Linked DNA regions of Mus musculus: regions 1, 2 and 4 are each linked to region 3. The links are chromatin contacts, called in public Hi-C and promoter capture Hi-C maps. All regions are on one chromosome and are shown on one strand. The core of a region is the stretch at or near the end of the contact, and the rest is flanking DNA. Distances in the headings are between cores, read along the strand shown.

Region 1 (3,290 bases), core at 603-3,102, 1.3 Mb before region 3:
ATGTGTGTGGGCATATGATGTGTGGGGGCACATGATGTGTGTGGGCACATGTACCATGGCACACATGTGGAGATTAGAGGACAACTTTGTAGAGTTGACTCTCTACTTTCACTAACTTTGGGTGGGTTCCAGGGATCAAAATTCAGGTCATTAGGCTTATATAGGAAGTATCATTACATGCTGGGCTACATCTTCTGTAGCCCGGTGTGGTGGTTTGAATATGCTTGGCACAGGGAATGTCACTATTTGGAGGTGTGGCTTTGTTGGGAGTAGGTGTGTCACTGTGGGTGTGGCTTTAAGACCCTTATTCTACCTGCTTGGACGCCAGTATTCTCCTAGCAGCCTTCAGTTGAAGATGTAGAACTCTCAGCTCCTCCTGCACCATGCCTGCCTGGATGCTGCCATGTTCCCACCTTGATAATAATGGACTGAACCTCTGAACGGATAAGCCAGCCCTAATTAAATATTGTCTTTATAAAGATGCCAGGTCTGTCTAGAACTTACTATGTAAACCAGAATGACCTTGAATTTCTGACCTTCCTGCCTTAGTATCCTCAAGTATTGGTAGTACTCGTGTGCACCACTATGCCCCACCTCTTACTTTTTAAATGCATTTTTACACATGACAAAACTCACCAATCTTTACTATTTGATCAATCTTTATAAACATATACAGGCATGTAACCATTATCCAAAATGGTCCCTCATGTCTGTCTTTCTATATAGGCAATTTCATCTCTTCACCTATCACTAACTTCCAACATCCATCAGAGCTGTTAGTAAAGTCTTGGCCTTTTCTAGAATTTTATACAGACTTCTAGTCTTTTGTTTCTGATGTTTTTTTGCTCAGTGTAGAAAGCTTCTAGAGGTCTACCTACATGCAAATAGCTTGTTACTTTTTATTGCTGCCTAGGGCTCCACAACGGTGATTCAGTGCAACTCTTTATTGGTTGATGACAGATCATTAACAAAGTTGCAAGGAACTTAGTACATATGTCTTTGTACATACATACATACATACACACATGTATATGTTTCTGTATTGGGTAAATACTTAGGTATGATTAGTGAATTGTGGGGTATGGGATATTGCCATAAATAGACTGACAAGGTGGCAAAGAGGGTAAGGCTCTTTAGTCCCTGGTACCCACATGTGGGAAAGAGAGTGTAAGTTGTTCTCTAACTTCTTTTACACATGCACATTTGCTTTCACATCCACCCACCCACTCATATGAATAAACATTATGTCAAAAGTTGGCTACCGAGCAGATGTTGTGGTTCCAATGATTATTCTAAGTAAGCACTGTGCCTGTCCGTGCAGAAGGGACGGGAAGGCAAAGAGAGAAGAAAAACACCTGCACAAATCCCAACATCATCTTTTATGATGTGGGAGCAGGGAAACTTCACACAGGGTAAAAGAGTTTCAGAATCGAAACCCGATTACTCCTGGGCCACACCGCCGTCTGGCCCAATCCTATATTTAAAAACGTTGTGTTATGTGGATTCATGCTTCCCTACTTGAGGCCATGCCATCTGGACAGAAAAGCAGAGTCTGGAGAACGTTGGAGTTCAGAACGCACCCCTAGCACGTGTATCAGTTCTGGTCTCCTAGCAACGGCGGAGCGATTATTCGGCCCTCGATTGGATCGGCACCCAGCTGAGCTGCAACACTCTGGGTGGAGCGTCTCTAAGCCCGCCCACTCCCGGGGCTCTGCGGTTCTCCACACGCAGAGAGGGGGCGGTGCGTATCCCCGGAAGAGCGGGTCGGAGCGCAGGCCGTAGGCAGGTAGCACGGACGCAGAGTGGCTGGGAAGCCGGAAACGGGCCCGGAGTGGCTGAGAAGCCGGAAAGGCGCCCCCGAGGGTGCGGCCCCGTGAAGGCGGCGGGCCTGACCGGGCGGGGCCGGGCGGGAAATGTTAGGAGAGCTGTAAACCGGGCGCGGGGTCCCGGGAGGCAGGAGCGTCCGGGCCGACGTTCGGCCCGATGACGAGCCAGGCGGCCGGGCCAGTGCTCCCCAGCGCGGGCCTCAGGTGGGCGACGCGGCGGGGCGGGCTCGAGCGGCCCGGGGCAGGGAAAGGCCACGGCTGATCGCTCTTCTCTTCTTCCAGGTCGGCCAGTCCGGCTGCCAGCGCTTCTGGGAAAACAGCCCCGGGCGCCGCCCAGCATGCCGGGCCCTCGCCGCGGAGCGCAGCCGCCGGCCCTCGGAGACGTCGGGCAGTGCGGGGAGGCGCGGCCACCGGCGGGATGTGGTAGCACGTGACACCGGCCCCATCGCGCACCTAGCAGCCGCCGGCCCCCTGCCCTGGACGTGCAGGTGAGCAGGGCAGGTCCCCAAGGCAGGGCCGAGGGAGCGGGGCGGACGCCGCCGGAGACTCAGTCTTTGTTTGGGTGCCTTCGGGCCACACGTGTGACGCGTAAATGGATTTGAGCACCTGAACCCAATAGAAATATCCAGAGTACTAGTTGGTTCCTGGGGTGATTGTTCTGAGTAGCCGTACATTGTTAGCTGCTTGGCACCTCTTTCCTGTCGTATTTTAGCTTTCGCTATTTTAATTTGGAATGTTACTGTAGTATCATAGTTCTTCACCTTTGGGGGTTTGCGGGTTACTGTAGCCAGGGATGGTGGAGTGCGGAGGTGAAGTTTTTAAATTGTGCAAGTCTCCTGAACTAGAAGGTACTGTGTTAGCGGAGTAGTAAAGACGGAGCAGTATTTAGCTGGGTTCCCCCCCCCCCCGCCCCCAAAAGCTTTTAAAAGGCTGTCAATATAGCGGGGAAGAGAAAACGTATTGACTGAAATTATTGGAGCTGGTTGATGCATTTTGTAAAGTGGCTGTATTCCTGTTAGTTTCTTAAATGTCATTTCCAGAAAACAGCGCGAGGTTTGCAACCAACAATTGATCAACTTCGGTCAGTTAGAAACATAAAAACAGCTAAGAATAATTGGCAGAAGACACAGTGACAAGACAGAAAGAACTCAGTATCCTTTAGGCCTTCTTAGGACGGTGATATGAGGTTGGTAGAATGGCTGTGCCTTGTTGAAGGGGAAGGTCCCTTGGGAGTCACTGTGTGCAGCATTCCTTCCTGGTGTCTTCTGTCTTTGAGTACTTGTGACCTTTGGTTTATGGCTGTTGAGGCCATCACGTTTTGGGGACTCACATCAAACAGAAATCTGCTGAGCCTCTGTTACTAAAGTCTTGTTTGAACGGGTGTGAGAAGGTCCAGAATTTCACACGAGTTATTATTGATGATGACATTGTATAGACGTTCAGGAGCTTTAAGAATAGGAGGTG
Region 2 (2,979 bases), core at 58-2,557, 1.4 Mb before region 3:
AATATGAAAAAATGCTCTTTTTTTAATGGTTTGGCTAACATTATTATCTTATTAGACAGGGTCTCACAATGTAACACTGGCTGGTCTGGAACTTGCTATGTAGACCAGGCTGACCTTGAACCCTGCCTCTTCCTCCAGAGCGCTAGAATAAAGGTGTAGCTCAGGCTCACTTAATGGGGGGATGGGAGCAGGGAGGAAGGGTGAAAAAATCTATTCAGGGTCTCACTTTGCTTAACTCCCTACAAATAAAGTGAAAAGGCTTATTTAAAATGCCAATTAATGGGAAACGTTTTTCTTTGAAAATTTTTCCCTTTAGAAGCCCCAGAGCCCATCTTTTTAATTTTTTTTTTCTTCACTAGTTCAAATTTCTAGCTCAGCACTTGAAGTGGGTCGTCCATACAGTTATCTCTCTATGTCCTGAAACTATCTTCTGCAGAAACACAGACGCTTCATCTGCAAAAATTAGTAATAGAACCCCATAAATTAGTAATAGAACCTAATCCTTTTTCAACTTGCCATGAAACTGTAAGCTCTCTAGGGTCATGCCTCTATTCGTGAAAAAAAAGCAACATTCTCACCCAGAGAATGCCCGCTGACAGGCGTACTTCCTGAACCCTTACAGTGAGAAAGTGAGAAAGTTACAGTTAGGTGCAGTCTGCCACTTGCACGCTCAGCTGTTTTTAAAGTTACTGTAGCCTTGGGCAGTGGCACAAATTACAGTGACCTAAGGTGTCAAGACTTTTGTCACCTTGAGCACGATGCTTTTCCGATTTAACCACTGAACTATCCCAACCGCAGAGGTAAACTCAAGTTAACACCGGGAGATTTAACGCAAGCCAAGCTTCCCGAGTTCCCTTCCCGCCCTCGGGGCCGCAGCGACCGAAACCCCGGAAGTGACTACTCACCGGGGAGGACAGCGGCACCCGGGGGAGGCTGGGCCATGGTCTCTCGGAGCCGGACCCCGGCCAGCACCCAGCTGCCGAGCGTCACAGTCACAGGCGCCCAGTGCAGCTACACCCGGGAGGCCCGGGCCTCACGTGACCGCTCGAAGCGCGCCATCCCCCGAGCCCCACGACAGCGACGCGGCTCACCTGAACCCCAACGTGGGCAGCAGGACCTGGCTGAGGTGCGCGCGCAGCTGCCCGAGCGTTGGCTCCGACTCCGGCACCTCGAGCGGCTGGGTCCGCTTCTGAAGCCGCACGCGCAGCTTCATGGCGAGAGTCGGACCGCAAGCTTCGGTCGGCCCCGGGAAGAAACCGAAAGCAAGGAGCTCCGGGCCTGCGCTCCCGAGGAATCCCCAGCGCTCGCCGCTCGGTCGACTACGCCCCCTAGAGCCTTCCGCTCGAGCGGAGGGCCGAGCGCCTGCGCTTCCCTATCGCTGGCTCGGCGCGCGACATCGCCACCTGGAGGCGAGGCGCGCACGGCGCAGGCGCTGGGTTTGCTTGGGCGCACTTGAGTCTCTACGCTTCTGCTTCTGCTTCTGCTGGGGTGAGCGAGTTTGTTCCTTCCCTCCCAGCAAGCAGGATCTTTAGCTCTGGAAGGAATGCTGCCAACAGTGTGGAGACATGACAGACGGCCCTAACCTGATGTCACTGGTTTCCGTGCCCAGAAATGAACTGCTCTATCCCTGTCATTAGAGTGCTCAGACCTGCCTGAGAAATAATGTACACAGGTCCCCTGTGATGACTAAAGAAAGTTAATGTGGAGCCAGGGATCCCTTAAGGGCTGTTGGATGCCTGGGAGGTACTAGAGACCTGCAGGTGAGATAAGAATAGGATAATGGCTGTGAGGATAGTAACTGCTGCCTTTGCTTCTTTAAAACTCACTATCGCTATGGGAAAGGGATGAAATGATCTTTTAATTACTATATAGCGGGAAGGTGAGAAACAACTGAGGAAAGTAAAACAGTTTTCCTGCCCAGCTTGTATTTCGTGGTAAGTTGTAATATACACCTTTCTGATGTCCAATTTAAAACCCCATCTTATCCTTAGTCCCCCTTCCCTATGGAATGCTGTTTGGGCTCTAAAGCTGCCTTCCTTCTGCTAGCAGTAAGCATAAACTCATTTTAATATAAATTTGAATTGAGCCTAAGTCTTTGGTTTCTCCCAATGGATTTGAAGGCCACAACAGTATAGCTCTTCACTTCTCACGATAAATCTTGATAAACCAGACTGCCTCCATCTCAGGCGTAAAAGCCATCTTATAGTAAAGACAAACTAGGTTTCTCAAGGATTGGGCTATGTCCCACCTGTAACCTTAGCTACAAATGGCTCTGTACTGCCCCATGCCTTTATTTTAAAAGGTTATTATGGTGACCCTGTTGTAACCACCTTGCAACCATGTCTTTGTTTCAAGAGGCTGTTATGACCAACTTGGTATGCTTATGTTCTGCTTCGGTAATACATGCCTATTTGCCTGCCAAATCCTCATCTGGAAACCCCCTACTCCTGAACTATTACAATCTTACCTTACCTATGTCCAGCCCATGTATACATACCAAGAAAAGCTTGATTAATTAATTTGGCCATGATGGTTTGGGGTTGATGGTCTTTCTCCTCGAATCTGTGGGACTGATTTTTTTTTTTCCTGTGGGATTAACAGCATTTACTTCCTTTCTTCCTTGGCGCTGCCCTTAGGAACTTGAAGCTGAAGCCAACTCCTTTAGCCCCTTCATGTTACCACAAAATTTAAAGCAGCTTTTAGTTGTTACACAGTGTCTTAGTAAAATCTTTTGCTGCATATCAATTGTCCTCCAAAGCTTACTAACCCACATCAATAAACATTTGTCGACCCACAAATTCTGTAGATTGGGAACTTGGGTACAGGGTGGTTAGGTAATTCTGTCTCAGGGTCTCTTGCCAGAGCTGCCTGAAGACTTGACTACACATATCATCAAACGATTGGCCCCAGTTTTTCACAGATTTTTTTTTTCCAGAAATCTACTTGAATGTCCACATAACATGATAATTGGATTCCCTG
Region 3 (3,110 bases), core at 153-2,652:
GGGGAACACTGAGAAATAAGCCAAACACAAAGACAAATACTGTGTATTTTCCCTAAGAGGATCTTGGAACTCATTCTTCAAAGTCCCTGAGACAGTGAGGTTGTGATCCTACCACCTCTACATACCAAATGCTGAGATTAAAGTCGTGGGCCCCTACACCCTGTCATAGCAGGAATCAACCACGGGTGCTCTGGAAGAGCAACCAGTAGTCCTCAATCCCTGAGCCGCCCCTGGGTCCTAAGTCACTGATCAGGTCGCTCCCAATTAAACCCTTCAATGGTGCTTTACTATTCCCAGGGAGAAAGTCTAACACCTTCTAAGAGTTAACACATTTCAGAATCAGGAAGGCATCTTTTACTGCCCTCTTCCCCTAGCTCCACTAGATTTATTTGTTCCCCTGAAACAACTGATGGTGTGTCTGGGGTCATGTACAACCTGTTCCTCTGCCTGAATTTCTTCCTCGACCATCTTCAGTCCTAGATGTCCCTATTCTGTGCCAAAGATGTCAAGGTTCAGTGAGAATTTATATACCTTCTCAGGAAACAAAATCATGTCAATAACTGCACTTCCTTAGGCAGTTCACCGTGAAGCAATTATCCTTTAACTTTTAAGAATCTGATGAAAGCTATAGGGGCCCCTAAGAAAATACAAGATCAAAAATGGGGGACGAAGGGATAGTCAAGGTACTTAAACTAAACCTGCAGTCCAAAGAAACTGTGGAGTAAAAGGAAAATGATGACAAGGGTGAGATTCCCATTTACTTTTAGCACCAAAGCCGGCTATGGGACCTCAAGAACATTGCCTACGTTCTCAGGATCTCTGTGTCCTTCCAGGTGAGATCGGCAAGAAGATATTGGTTCCTGAGAGAATACACAAGGACCAATTCTTGCCAGTGCACACTTAAATTAGAAAAGCTTTACCCGAGAGCCATTCGCTAAGCTTCTAAACGTAGGACGCTACTGAGAGATCTGTACTTGCTGCTACAAACGCTCAAGAACCACACCTGGTAAAAGCTCACACACCCGGAGCTCCGAGCATGTGCAGAAGTTCTGAGCATGCGTAGAAGCCCAGGGACCCGCCCTCGTCATCCTGAAAACTCTCCCGGCAACGCCTCCTTAGTCGTCTCCAACCTCTTCCGCTGCCTGCGCTCACGGCACTTACCTCCACAGTCGGGATCGGCGCAGTCAGCTGCTCCGGAGTCAGGCTCCCGAACTCCTCGGCTAGAACATCCATTCCATTCACGGTAGAGGAAGAAGTCGGCAGAATGTTCACATCCGCCCGTGCGGCTCCAAGCAAGTAGCACGCGGAGAGTGGTGTGCGTTCTCCTCCGGTGTCCCCGTGGCGCTTGTTTACGGGGAGGCGTTTCAAAAGGTTCCGCCTGGTCAGGGCCTAACCTGCGGAGGAACCCGGAAGTGACCGAGCCGGATGTGGAAAACTACACCCACTGGTGTACTTCCGAGGTCTCGCCGGGCTAATCCTAGCCTCTTGACAGGCTCATTTCCAGTATCCCCAGAATGATTGAATACGGCAAAGTATAGTAGTTCTAACTGTATAACTAATCTGAAAAATGACTCGATAATACACATTAGTCACAACATGAACTTCTAAAGCAGAGATTTCAATTAACTCAGTCTAAACTGCTTGTATGTTGTGTAGTACAGAAGAGCAAAAGTCCTTGCTTAAATAATTGGTGGTACCTGCGTGTAATGAACAGGCATCAGCCGGGCGTGGTGGCGCACGCCTTTAATCCCAGCACTCGGGAGGCAGAGGCAGGCGGATTTCTGAGTTCGAGGCCAGCCTGGCCTACAAAGTGAGTTCCAGGACAGCCAGGGGGCAGTAAAAGATGCCTTCCTGATTCTGAAATGTGTTAACTCTTAGAAGGTGTTAGACTTTCTCCCTGGGAATAGTAAAGCACCATTGAAGGGTTTAAACGGGAGCGACCTGATCAGTGACTTAGGACCCAGGGGCGGCTCAGGGATTGAGGACTACTGGTTGCTCTTCCAGAGCACCTGGGGTTGATTCCTGCTATGACAGGGTGTAGGGGCCCACGACTTTAATCCCAGCATTTGGTATGTAGAGGTGGTAGGATCACAACCTCACTGTCTCAGGGAGTTTGAAGAATGAGGTCCAAGATCCTCTTAGGGAAAACCCAATAAATTATATTAGAATAGTTAATTAACGGTTTGGGGGAAAATATGTTTAAATCCTATGTCGATGAAATATACCTTAACAAAACACTAGAAGGAAACGTCAGAGGGACGGAGTTTGTTACCACTACACCGAATAAACGAAGGATTGCACATAATCCTCCCACGGCAGCACAGACACCTATAATCCCAGCATTTAGAAGCTAGAGGTAGGAGGGCATCCAGAAATTCAAGGGCATCCTTGGCTACCTAACAAGGTCGAGGCCAGCCTGGGCTACATGAAACCCTGTCTCCAAAGAAAAGGTAATGTATTAATAACATTGATTGGTGAAAGATTTCAAGGATGGCAACGGAGAAAGCATAAGAATTGCTAAAAGTTGTATTCCATTAATTTTTAAAAAATTAGATACACCTATAAAAAATCTCTATGAATAGTAAACACACAGTTGGTAGAAGACAAAAGGATTTGTCACTGAAATTGGAAATGAGTTCATGCAAGTCCAATGGTAAGAAAAATCCCATGGGAAGAAGAGGTAAAAGATGCCAACAGTTTTTAAATGAGTTTCAGTTTGGGAACATACAAAAATTGTGGAGATGGATGGTGTCACATGAGTGTGTACAATGCTCCTGGCCATTTAATAGTTGAACTATTTAATAGTTCACCTGTATAATTAGCACCATCTAATAATATGTGTTCTTTTTTTTTTTTAAACCTGGTCCAAGGTAATCTGCGTACAGAGTTAGCTAGTTAAATTTCAGTGCTTGTATCTAAACGTTGTGCTGATAGACTTCTGAAACTAAGTGAAGAAAGAAAGAAAAAAATTACAGGCCACCAAGATGGCTCAGTATGTTAAGTCACCTGCCACAAAGCTTGAAAAGCCGCGTTCAGCCCCCAAGACCCACATTGTAGAAGGAGAGAAGCAACTCTAAAGAGCTGTCCTCTGATCCCCATACTCACATGTA
Region 4 (3,227 bases), core at 300-2,799, 1.2 Mb before region 3:
GGCTCAGTTTCTACTAAAGAGCCTCCAGATCTTCAGTGGCTCACACCTATAACTCTAGTATTTAGGAGGCTGACACGGGAGGATTGCCATAAGTCTGAGGCCACAGCGGGCTACAGAGTGAGACCTGGTCTCCAAAACAACAACAAAAAACGTTGAGATAACAAGAATCTCCCTGAGAATGACATTCAATTCTGCCTGAGAAAGATCCAGAAATTAAAGACTGAAAAACTCCGGGGAAGGCCGGAGGTCAGTCGGTAAAGCTTTTGTTGAGCAAGCATGTGGATCTAAGTTCCATCCCAGAAGCCACTCAAAAGCTGGGTGTAGTGTAGGGGACACCTGTAATCCCAGCACTAGGGACTACAGAGACGAGAATTTCTGGTGCCTTGGCCAGCCACTCTATCTCGATTGACTAACGCTGGGTTCAATCAGACAGCGCACACATACACAAACACATGAACATGGGCATACATACATACACATACACACACACAAAGGTATTTGTATTGCTTGGGGTTGGGGCATGACAACTAGGGATTTTTAAGACTCTCTTAATACTTCGAAAGCTGTGTATGGCCCTTTTAAAATGAAAACAATTTTCTTTTGGAGAATTTTTAATAAGGCAAGTGTTGTCCCTATCCTATAAATATACACTGCTTGCTTGCTGTTGGCAAAACACCAGAGAAAACAGTGACTAAACACTACCTGCACTCTGGTAGAATTTACACCTATAAGGAGTATTTCCATCCCTCACCGCATGTAAATTCATGTCGAGGCCACTCCCACGTCTATCACATATCGAGTTGTCACTACTCAGACAATTACACCCATAGCAACCCCTTCACTTCTTTTAGGACACTTACAACCCCTGACATCCCGAAAGTCAAGAACAGGGCTTTGCCCTATATCGCTCCAACATATCCCGGAACTCCAGGCTCCGCTTGGCTTGCAGAAAACACTGTGTAATGAACAAAACCGCCTGAGTAACCGGCTTCCTTTGCCACGGTCTCCAGCTTTTGTACAACTTCCTTCATACTGTGTTACACTGACACCTTGTTCTCTCTGCCCCATAACGTTTTATCCGGATCACCGTAAGAAACTCGTAACAAGCAAACACCCCCGCCCCTTCCCAGTGCACAAAAAGTCCACGTGTTCGTGCATCTCAGGGATGGGATCGGGGTTCCCGCTCCGGGCAGGGAAGGGGCGCGCGGTCTCTGCTCGCCCGGGTCACCGGAGCCACACCTCACATGGCTACAGTCCCGGCCAACCTGGCAGGTCCCATCGCGTGGCTCCTGCTGGGCGCGTGCTGCCCCAGACGGGGCCGAGCCCACGGCCATGCCGTGGCATCTCCCCATACACAGGCCTCACCTTGTCTGGAGTCTCTTTGGCCACGCCGCGGCGGACCCAGGCCACGCAGGTCACTTGGCGGCTGCGGTTCATGATCTTCGGTTTGAACCCGGCGCAGGTTGGAGCCCTGGGAGCTGGGAGACACTACTCTTGAGCTCCGCGGAGGGGAACAACGCGCAGGCGCGGGCGCTCGCTGACGTCACTCGCAGGCGCCAAGGGGAAGGGGAGGGGAATTTGCATGAGATGGGCGGGGCCGTATGCAAATCTACGACTGCTTCCTGTGGAGTTTCTATCTCCTTCCTCCTATTCTTCCATAAGAGTTCCCAAGCTCCATCCACTGTTTGGCTGTGTCTGTATCTGTCTGAATCAGCTACTGGGGGGAGCCTCTCAGAGAACAATATGCTTCTGTCTGCAAGCATAGCAGAGTTTCATTAATAGTGTTAGGGATTGGTGCTTGCCCACTGGACGGGTCTCAAGTTGAAATGGTTATTGGTTGGCCATTCACTCAGTCTCTGCTCCCTCCCCTATGCCAGCATTTCTTGTAGACAGGATAAATTTTGAGTTGAAAGTTTTGTGGGTGGGTTGGTGTCTCTATTGGAGTTCCATTCTGGATACAGGAGATGGCCTCTTCAGGTTCCACATCCCCAATGAGAGTCACAGCTAAGGTCACCCCCCACTGATTCTTGGGAGCCTCCCTTATCCCAGGCCTTTGTCTCGTCCTGGAGATGCAGGTTTCCCCCCACTTTGCAGATTTCCATTCATTTTCATGGCCATATAGCTATCTCTCCTGTTCTTCTCCATGCCTGATCCTGAATCCCCCATTTCCCCTCTCTCCCAGTTCCCTCCCTCCATCAGCCTCTTATGACTATTTTATTCCCTCTTCTAAGTGAGATTCAAGCTTCCTTGATTGAGTCTTCCTTCTTGTTTAGTTTCTTTGGTTCTGTGAAGTGGACCATGGTACCTGTATTTTATGGACAATATCCACTTATCACTGAGTACACACCATGCATGCCCTTTTGGGACTGGGTTATCTCACTCAGGATGATATTCTCAAGTTCCATCTATTTGCCTGCAAAGTTCATGATGCCTTAGGTTTTAATAGTTGAATAGTATTCCATTGTGTAGATGTACCATGCCTTTATCCATTCTTCAGGTGAGGGATATCTAGGTTGTTTCCTGTTTCTGGCTATTACAAATAAAACTGTTATGAACATTGATGAACAAGCATCTTTGTGGGATGATGGAACATCTCTTGAGTACATGCCCAGAAGTGGTATGGCTGGGTCTTGAGTTTTCTGAGAAACTGCCAAGTTGATTTCCAAAGTGATTGTATAAGTTTGTACTCCCACCAGCAATAAAGACTGCTCCCCTTGCTCCACATCCTCACCAGCATATGCTATCTCATGAGTTTTTTTTTTTTATCTTAGACATTCTGATGGATGTAAGGTGGAACCTTAGAGTTGTTTTGATTTGCATTTCCCTGATGATTAAGGACTTTGAACATTTCTTGAAGTGCTTCCCTGCCATTTGAGATTCCTCTGAGAATTCTCTGTTTAGCTCTGTACGCCATTTTTTAATTGGGTTATTTGGATTGCTGGTGTCTGCCTTCTTGAGTTCTTTGCAAATTTTGGATACTAGCCCTTTGTCAGATGTATGGTTGGTGAAGATCCTTTCCCAATTTGTCCTAATAACAATGTCCTTTGCCTTACAGAAGCTTTGTAGTTTCATGAGGTCCCATTTATCCATTCTTGATCTTAGAATCTGAGCCATTAGCATTCTGTCCAGGAAATTGTCTCCTATACCAATGTGTTCAAGGGTATTTCTCACTCTCTTCTATGAGACTTCTTAGTGTATCCGATTTTATGTTGAGATGCTCTTTCAAG

The links. Promoter capture Hi-C pulls out the DNA fragments that hold promoters and counts their contacts. Hi-C and Micro-C count contacts between places; a contact is called where the count stands out from the background.
Region 1: a contact with region 3 is called in a Hi-C map of rod photoreceptor, with 8 times the contacts expected there. The contact joins the promoter of Prdm4 here to the promoter of Polr3b in region 3. A contact is called at or near these places in 5 of 39 promoter capture datasets (cranial neural crest, hippocampal neurons, liver and 1 more), 1 of 484 Hi-C or Micro-C datasets (rod photoreceptor) and 1 of 9 other capture datasets (adipose tissue).
Region 2: a promoter capture Hi-C map of liver shows a contact between it and region 3, with 3 times the contacts expected there. The contact joins the promoter of Fbxo7 here to the promoter of Polr3b in region 3. A contact is called at or near these places in 5 of 39 promoter capture datasets (the HPC-7 cell line, hippocampal neurons, liver and 1 more).
Region 4: a promoter capture Hi-C map of liver shows a contact between it and region 3, with 4 times the contacts expected there. The contact joins the promoter of Pwp1 here to the promoter of Polr3b in region 3. A contact is called at or near these places in 7 of 39 promoter capture datasets (the C10 cell line, cranial neural crest, frontonasal cranial neural crest and 3 more) and 1 of 484 Hi-C or Micro-C datasets (B cells).

Annotation. Positions count from the first base shown.
Region 1 is chr10:85,915,548-85,918,837 of GRCm38.p6, reverse strand. Prdm4 (PR domain containing 4) reads left to right here and starts at 1,852. Exons shown (of 12, transcript NM_001302886.1): 1 at 1,852-2,030; 2 at 2,109-2,314.
Region 2 is chr10:86,020,257-86,023,235 of GRCm38.p6, reverse strand. It overlaps Fbxo7 (F-box protein 7), which reads right to left and starts at 1,307. Exons shown (of 9, transcript NM_153195.2): 1 at 1,092-1,307. The coding sequence starts at 1,213.
Region 3 is chr10:84,620,590-84,623,699 of GRCm38.p6, reverse strand. It overlaps Polr3b (polymerase (RNA) III (DNA directed) polypeptide B), which reads right to left and starts at 1,402. Exons shown (of 28, transcript NM_027423.2): 1 at 1,162-1,402. The coding sequence starts at 1,233. Gm17249 (a long non-coding RNA gene) reads left to right here and starts at 1,055. Exons shown (of 2, transcript XR_380645.4): 1 at 1,055-1,503; 2 at 2,242-3,110.
Region 4 is chr10:85,870,153-85,873,379 of GRCm38.p6, reverse strand. It overlaps Pwp1 (PWP1 homolog, endonuclein), which reads right to left and starts at 1,549. Exons shown (of 15, transcript NM_133993.3): 1 at 1,366-1,549. The coding sequence starts at 1,437.